2 separate regions of the Mus musculus genome follow, and region 2 is linked to region 1. The links are chromatin contacts, called in public promoter capture Hi-C maps. All regions are on one chromosome and are shown on one strand. The core of a region is the stretch at or near the end of the contact, and the rest is flanking DNA. Distances in the headings are between cores, read along the strand shown. Region 1 overlaps Pdcd10 (programmed cell death 10). Region 2 holds the start of Golim4 (golgi integral membrane protein 4).

Region 1 (4,403 bases), core at 1,063-3,562:
TAACTTTAAACTTCTCATTGTAGCTAGAACGAGTAAATTTGTCTGCAGCTCAGACTCTGAGAGCCGCTTTCATTAAGGTGAGGTACATTCACTTCTTACACTTATTAAACTGTTATACGTAAATCTAAATACCAGGTGATTGTTGTTAGTTTTAGATTACTTAGATATTACTTATGCTTTGGTCTATTATATAAAGCTTTGAATACTTATAAAAGGCAAACAACAGCAAATGGTGTTTCAGATGGTCTCTCTTAGATGTGCATTTTTTACATTCTTTTTTAATTACTTCTTAAAAACTTGTTTTAAAGTGTAAATTAGTTATACTTCAAATAGTTTAATATTGAGATATAAAATCTACCTCATATATGACAGACTAAGGTTACCTTGAGAATATAGTTAAGACTTTTCAGGTGCATTCCTTCCTTGTCCTTAGACAGAGCTGTTGAGCTGTTGTTCATTACTGGTGACTTGTTGAGCTCTAGGAAGTAGGACTGTTCAAACAGTCCTGTCCTGACGATACAGGTTTGGTGACATTGCTTTAAAATTAGCAGAAGCTAGCTTAGTATTATTTCTTATACACTATAAAAACAATTTCTCTGTACACAACCACTAGAGAAGAATTTGTTCTCAGGGTATATTTCTGTTGTTTAGCTCTACTCTAGAGACTCAATGTACATTTTGAGCATATTGTTTTAAAATGTTACCTGCTTTCTCAACTAACATATATGTTTGTGTGGCCCCAAATTAATTTTTATTTACTTGGAAATTCTCATCATTAATTAAAATATGTCTTTTTTAAGTCAAAATATGTTAATGTTTAAATTAAGAATACGCTTAAATTTTTTGTAGCTGTTCCTTTTAGTGATATTCAAAAAACTGGTAAAACAATGTATCCTTGAGGAATTTTCTTATGACATTGACAAAAATAGAGTTGTGTGACTAAGACAGACCTGCGTATCTGGGTTTGCCCGCGGGTACATTTAATATTCACAGCACTGGAGTTTTAGTGCTGTTTTGCTTTATTTGTTTATCTACTACTGAGTCTTAAAGTTACACAAGTCTGACCTTGAACTTCTACCTTCAAATGACACTTTGGTCTCAGCCTTCCTCGTACTGGAAACTGTAGGCATATACTATTCTGCTTCATGTTCACAATATTTCTTAATTCAAAAAATGGTGAAAATTATTTAAGAGGAGCATGAATCTCATATTAAGTAGTGATTTATTGTTAACTATCAAAGCTAGGTAGATCTCAAGTAAAACTAATGAAAGCTATGCAGGAAAGGTGATTCTGTGTTTTTAAATTTATTTTTGAGAACCTGGAGAGAGAGCTCAAAGGTTAAAAGAACTTAATACTCTTCTAGAGAACCTAAATTCAGTTCCTGGCACCACCCCAGGAGGCTTCCAAGCTTCCCTAACTGCAGCTCTAGGGGACTCTATACCTCTAGCCTACTCGAGTACCTTCACTCACATGCACATACCTACCTGTAACCACAGAATTAAAGAAAATGAAAAGGAATTTTTAAAACTTTCTTTTTGAAAATGACAAAGAACTTTTGCCAAACTACTTTTTTATACCCATATTTCCAGTTCTTTTCTTATACAGTGGGTTTTTTTTAGTCACATCGTATATTATTTGCAGAAAAAGAGGATTAATAATTTTCCCAAAATAAATATATGTCACAATTTTTTATTAAGATATACATTCTGCTTGATTAGAAGTACATTGTCCTTCTTGTCCGCTGCAGACAGGTTGTGCTATCTCCTACATTGATAATCATTGGCTATGAAACAGCTTTTATGCTGTGGGATGTTTTTCTCTTGCATTAGAGTCTTCACAAAAGTTGAGTACCCATCAAGTTCCTGGTTGAAATCTTTCAAGTGCAGAAAGCATCTCTGATCTAAGAGCAGAATTTCAGACATATTGATTGAATTTGAGCTTTTGAAGATTTAGCCAGGACTTTAGCTAGAAGACACTAAGACAGTGGTTTTCAACCTGTAGGTTGTGACCCTTTTGAATGCCCTTCACAGGGTCACCTAAGAGTATATTGATACTACGATTCATAACAGTAGCAAAATTCCAGTTGTGAAGTAGCAACGAAAATGATTTCACGATTGGGGTCACCACAACATGAGGAACTGTATTAAAGGGTCGCAGCATTAGGAAGGCTGAGAACAACTGCACTAAGACATAATAACCAAATATTGTGCCCAGCCGCCCTGCAAACCTAGTGGACAGTGTGAAGTGTTTTAGAAAAGTGAGTATTGTGATATTTAACATCTGTTTACACTATGAACTTCTTTTGAAGTAGTTTGTGATTTCAACATACTAGATTGATCTGCATTCCTTTAAATGATGTCATATCTTTGTGGAACTACTAAAAGCAATTACCACAAAGAGAAAAAAATCAATGTGCAGAAAGAAATGAGAATTGTGCCAATCTACGTCCAGTGTTTGAGAAACTACAGTGCTCAGGAAATGCAGACATCCCATTAATACATTAATACATACATATATTAATACTAGCAGTGAGATAAAATGCTGTCCTTACTTGTGTACAAAGTTTTGGAGGTAACTGAGTTAGTAGGGTGTACCACTTTGCTAAGATATTTGTACTACCTAAACTACTTAATAAGCTTCATTTGGCTCTCTGAGCTCTGAGAACTGGCAGAGTTCAGGGCCTCGTTGAGACTTCTCATTTTCCAGTGCTGACCTTTTGCTGTGCCAAATCAAACTAGTATTAAAAACTTTGTGTGCAGACTTTGATTTAATTCTTTCAGCACTTTAACTTAATTAGCAAGCTGTTTCTTTGCAGTTATTTCCTGTAAACATCATGCCCCCAAGATAATTCATTATGTAGGTGGATTTAATGCTTCTTGGACAAGGAAGATAAACAAGTGTTATGAAATAAGCATCAAGTAAAATTGTTGGCAGTTCAGGAAACTAAGACTATAATAGAGCATTTAACCATATTTGAATCATTTTTCTTTTGAGAGTTGCCTTGGCAAAACAGAATTTAAATGCTTCATTAATCATTTATCAAAGTGATAAGCGTAGCATTACAAGTACAGTGATCCCACCATTCACTGAGGTACATGTGTTTATTTTGTGCCTTTCCCCACTTCAATTCACAACCTCCAAGGTATTCTTACTTGATACCTCATACAAACAAGAGTATTTTAAGAAAGTGATGAAACAGAAAAGAGAAAAAAAAAACAAAAAACAAAAAACCGGATCTCAGTGACATTAGAATGGAACTGCAAAGTCAGAGAGATTAATTGTGTTTGAAACTAAGGAAGCAGAGTGTCACTGAATCATGATTGGAAATTACATGATTATTGGGATAAAAGAAAAAGCATTATATAGATTTAATTGGCAGGCATCCTAAAAGAGACACACTTTCAATGTGATTTAAATTCTTTTTTTTCTAATGAAATAGGCTAAATTACTATGAAAATGTAAAATTTGCCTTTTTTAATTAATCTTGGTATGGCTAGGTTTTAATGCCTTAACATTCAAGAACCCTAAGAAATGTACATTTATTTACCATGCTCCATATTATTTATCATGCTCTGTATATAGCTTTCCAGGGTACTATATAGAGGGCCTGTGAGAAGGTTCCATGCATCAGTGCAATTATCAAATAAACCCGATGTGCAAAATCCCCTGAGCCCATGCTAAGATGGAGGGAGAGAACTGACTCCCCAGAGCTGCCTACTCACTTACACTTGCACATGTGTGCTTGCCTATGGCCAAGCAACCCATTTTACATACACACACACACACACACACACACACACACACACACAAACACATACACACACACACACAGACACACACACACCAATAACAATAAATGAAAATCAGTTTTCAATGAGTGATACTTTAAAAACTATTGAACAAAATATTTTGCTATAAACCTAAAATAGGCAATGGGAATTATTCTATAGAAAAGTAGGTAAGGGAATAAATCAATTTTATTTAAAAATGCAAAAGCTACCCTAGTGTTTTATTTTGCATTTCCTGGCACTTAATTCTAATACAGCACATCTTCCAAAAATACTTGATAGGAATTATTACTGCCCTTCCTTAAGATGAAATGTTGTATATGCTAAAAGTTCTCAGTGTAGTCATGAAAAGAGTAATATATATAATAAAGAGATTTTGTCATAGTTGTTAGGTTGATTGAAAGAGGACATACTGGAGAGGCAAAGGATGCTGGGTGCTTCTGTGAGTTTGCACATAATAAAAACTTCTGATGCATAAGCTAAACAAAGCTGATGGCGCCTTTCTTAGCACCTGGGTCAACAGTGCTTTCTTGTCCTTATAAGTGATTAAATTCAGAACAATTAAATTTTAGCTTTAAAATGTTGATCACATTTCTATGTATCAAAACTAGCGA
Region 2 (4,403 bases), core at 730-3,229, 430 kb before region 1:
TGCGTGCACGCATGTGTGTGAGTGTGTGTGTGTACCCAGAATAATCACATATTCAAGTATAGACTAAGATTATTGCTGAAAAAATTCATTTCCTTAGAGAATTTTTACAGATATCTTGCCGTTTATGGGCATATTTAGTTCTGAGGAATTCTAAAGAAATCCCACTAATGTCTCCCAATTGCTATGAGTAAAACGGAAAGAGGAAACCTTAAATGATGGTAAATCCCACAAGACTGGAGACTATGGGAGCTACACCATCACCAGGAAGCAGACTTGAGCTGCTTTAGACCATTTTCCCTTTAAATTAAGCATTCTTTCTTTTCTCCGAGACTGAGGATTGAACTCAGTGTCTACAGTGTTCTAGGTAAATGTTGCAACAGTAAGGCATCATCCCTAGCCCTCGTTTGACTTTTGATTTGAGACAAGGTCTCTCTCAATTGCCCATTCTGATCCTGGAATCCTGTTGCCTCGATCTCCCCGGTATCTCTGATTACAGGTTGTCCTACCAGGTCTGGCATAGTTTCACACTTAGGTTACATGTTTAAACGGAGTCATGATTTGTTTTCTACAGAAGGAAAAGGTAGAAAGGATAAGATTCTGATAAAATTCTCCTTTAGTGAGGAAGTATCTTTTTACAAGACCTAGAAGAGACTACAAGTATTATGGTCATATTGGCCAAATTTAGATTCTTTGTTTCCAACTCGTAAATCGAATGTCCTGGCTAAGATTCAGTGTAAGAGCATTTGGAACCAACATAATGTGATTTTTATTAGCTAAGTGCATATACCACCAGTCTCACTTATTTTTTACAGTGAGAGAAATGCCCTGGTCTGCCTGTGTGGCTCTTGTTAACCTATGATTTCAGGACTGACCTAAAAACATTCAACACAGGAACTGTCTTGAAAATGAATCTGGTTTAAGCAGATCTCCTTCGTTTAAAGCACTCATTCCCCATAATTAATTGTGATGACTAAAACACGGGCAGGATATCACAAAAAAATATGTAGAATGCAATATGCAGAATGTAAAAGTGCCACTGCACAACTGATACTTTTCAGAAATAATTTATTTCTCTTAGAATTCAGGTCAAGAGGAGAAACAAATTTATCATTTATGCATAACCTCAATTCCACACACACCCTGATTATATTGAAGAAAGAAATGCACTGTGGATTTCTTTGAAGTGGTTTGGCGTTATTATGCCTGTCTAACTTTTTGTTAAACGTAGTGGGTTTTGCTGGCCTTGAAAATGTAATTTAAAAATGTAACTGATTTTTTTTTCTGCTACCATTAAGAGAAATACACACAGCAAGATGAATGCATACTCATTTCAGCCTGTAAGATTTGTTTTTAAAATTATTCCATTTGCAGCCAGAGGAAACATGAGATCATTTCTTTCCTTCTGCCAACAAAGTGCTTTCCCCACCCCATGTAGACAGTCAAGTGAGCTTCAGGGTCCCAGCTTACTTTCTACCATTTTTGCACATAGCCTAGTGCCTCTAATGGGACAAGACTCAGTAGGCAGTCCTTGAGAGAATGTGAGAAGAACAAAGTGTTCATAAGCTGAACTCATTATGTAGGGTAAGAAATGAGCAGGGCTAAGCAGAGTGCACCCACGGTTGCTTTGCGGTTGTTGGTGTGCATATAAGCACTGTACTCTTGCTCCACGTGCATTCCAAGTGCTGGGACATACATGCACACACATGCGCAATGATCACCAAGCCTCAGGCCAGGACAAGTCCCTAGCCCTCCCAACCAGGCTCCTCCACCCCTCCGCACCCATCCAGGCTCCACGTGGGCGCACCCAGGCGCCAGGCGGCCGCGCGGCCCACGGAGCTCAGAGCCTGCCCAGAGCTGAGAGGGTAGGCGCGGCCCGGGGCGGGACGGACAAAGCTGGCGTCCAATGGAGCCCAGCATTAGCTCCCCGAAAGGAGGGAGCGGTGGCTTGCGCGGGCCCAATGAGCGGGGAGCCCGAGTGGGACTTCCTCCCGGAATCCCGTTGGCCATGATAGCGGGGCCGTGGGTGACACGTAAGTTGGGTGGGAGGTGGCGGGCGGCTGGAGCTTCCAGATCAGTGACACCAGCCCACCACCCCCCTTAACCTGACCAGACCAACCAGTCCCCATCTCTTCATCAATACCGAGGGACCGTTCAAGGGGACGCCGCCTGGAGCCAGGTCCCTTTGTTGGGCGCGCGTCCCCTACCAGTGGTAGCGACAAAGTCCAGCAGCGGGAGCCGGCGCGAGGGGCGGGGACTGACGGTGGGGACAGCGAGGCCAAAAAGTGGGGAGTAGGGAAAACCAAGCCGGCTGCGCGCGGGGACCAGTAGCAAGGGCAGCGGGCTCTGAAGTATGCAAAGAGACTCCACGCGGGCCCAGCCACTCGCGGAAATCCGACATCGCAGAAGTTTGGTGGCTGCTGGCCGGGTGGCGTCGATGACCTGGCGCCCAGCCGGCCGCGGGGGCTGAGCGGCCGCCTCTTCCTCTCTGGTCCGGCTTTTGTGTCTCGCGTCTTCTGCTCATGCCGTGTCCAGCTACTTCTCGCGGTGGCCGTTGCTGAGCTGTCCGACGCAGCCGAGGACCGAGGACACGACGGCTCCCGCCGCCGCAGCGCGGGGCACAGGAGGGACTATGGGAAACGGGATGTGCTCCCGAAAGCAGAAGCGGATCTTCCAGACGCTGCTGCTTCTCACGGTGGTCTTCGGCTTCCTCTATGGCGCGATGCTCTACTTGGAACTGCAGACGCAGCTGCGCAAAGCTGAGGCAGTGGCGCTCAAGTACCAGCAGCACCAGGACTCTCTCTCTGCCCAGTTGCAAGGTACAGTTAAGGGGAAGCGCACCGCCAACTTCTCTCTGAGCTGGTGCTGGTGCTGGAAAAGTAGCTTGGTGGATAGTTAGTTGGCTTTGCAGGTACCACTCATTGACCTTCTGGCGCATCTGAGGGAGCGGCCGCGGGGATGTTGGCTTCTGAGCGTATGTGTGGGAGATAATATCCTGATTTTCCAGCTTCCTCCCAGGAGTTATCTTTGAAATCCACAGCACCAGCGCACGGTCCTGCCTGGCGTTTGGTGGGTACATACAACACCAAGTCTTTTACCCGAAGCACTTGTCAAAGGCCCAGCTGCAATCTAGGCAAACAGCCCTTCTGCTACATCTGCCAATCCTTTCCCAAGAGGCAAGCCTTGGTTTGTAGACATAAAGAATTATGCAGACATTTTCTAACCCGTGTTCTTTTTCAAGGGGGGAAAAAAGAGACTATATACACTAGTGACTCATGAACGGAACCTGCAAGCTTGTGTTGTGATTAGTGCTCTTGTTATTACGTTTGTTCATTTAGTAGTTAACTTGAGAAATGTTGGGAGTGATGGTAAAGTCCACACCACCACTTGACTGTAGGTTATCCTACAGATATTTGCTTTTAAAAGGCTTGTCTCCCTGGAGAAACCTTTATTTAGCTGATCTGTAGAACCCTGTGTGTGCATCTTCAGGAAGGCACACGCGTGTTTTAGAGTTAGCTGTGAGAAGTCTAAAAGAAGAAACATAAAATTTCCCTTTGCCAGCCACAGACGACTCAGCTTGGGCAAGGTGTTCGCAGCTCGTAGCCTTTCATTTTAAGAATCACACTGAGTTTCCACGGTCTAGATGATTCCCGAGTGAGTGCATGGAAACACTTTGTGGTTCCATTAAGGTCATACTCGTTGTATGCATTTTTATGAATGATTTGGCCTGTCTTGCTGGTTTGTTTTCACCACTCATGAAGCTCTCTCTCTCTCCAATACAAAGCAAGTGAGAAATAAAGTCCTACCTAAATGCTGACCATCCTTGCTGTGAATGCAAATATAGCTTATTGAATCATCCTGGGCAAAAATAAGCTGAAGGGGGTATTTCTGACAGTGGGTGTGTGTACAAATATAAAACAGATCCTTTGCTTTGACCGAGCTATGCAGAGCATTTTCTAGTAAGAGACTTAAGATGGGAGAAATGATATGCAATTATTTGCTTGGTCTGATTTGTTTGTCCCAACTTAAAAGAAAAGAAAGTATTTTTAGCATCTTGGTGCTGCATGGCTCCAGCCAATGAAAATATGTGGCTGGGCTTCCTTCAGAGGGAAAGCTTGTTTTTGATAGTTTTTATATTTAAAAGAAAAAGTTTAAAGTATGGAAATTTACCTATGAGTTGTTGGTATGAGAACGGTGGATACTTGCTTATTTATTTAGAAAATCATGCCTTCCACATGAGTTTTAGTGTGTGTGTGTGTGTGTGTGTTTGTGTGTGTGTGTGTGTGTGTGGTGAGATGGCCAATGTTTGTTTTTCACTCTCCACCTTATTTCTTGAGACAGGGTCACTTGATTCAAGCTTTGATCTCACTGATTCAGCTAGACTGTCTGGCCAGTGAGCTCCAAGG

The links. Promoter capture Hi-C pulls out the DNA fragments that hold promoters and counts their contacts.
Region 2: a promoter capture Hi-C map of liver shows a contact between it and region 1, with 2.4 times the contacts expected there. The contact joins the promoter of Golim4 here to the enhancer-like site in region 1. A contact is called at or near these places in 9 of 39 promoter capture datasets (the C10 cell line, the HPC-7 cell line, cranial neural crest and 4 more), 1 of 484 Hi-C or Micro-C datasets (the Ba/F3 cell line) and 1 of 9 other capture datasets (adipose tissue).

What each region holds. Positions count from the first base shown.
Region 1 is chr3:75,529,215-75,533,617 of GRCm38.p6, reverse strand. Pdcd10 (programmed cell death 10) reads left to right here. Exons shown (of 8, transcript NM_019745.4): 3 at 24-77. Among named protein-coding and RNA genes, the nearest start is that of Pdcd10, 25 kb to the left of the region's middle. Within about 2 kb of position 2,312, at least 6 of the 459 cell types and tissues checked have an H3K27ac peak or open chromatin away from gene starts, as enhancers often do.
Region 2 is chr3:75,954,525-75,958,927 of GRCm38.p6, reverse strand. Golim4 (golgi integral membrane protein 4) reads left to right here and starts at 1,979. Exons shown (of 16, transcript NM_001291069.1): 1 at 1,979-2,816. The coding sequence starts at 2,630.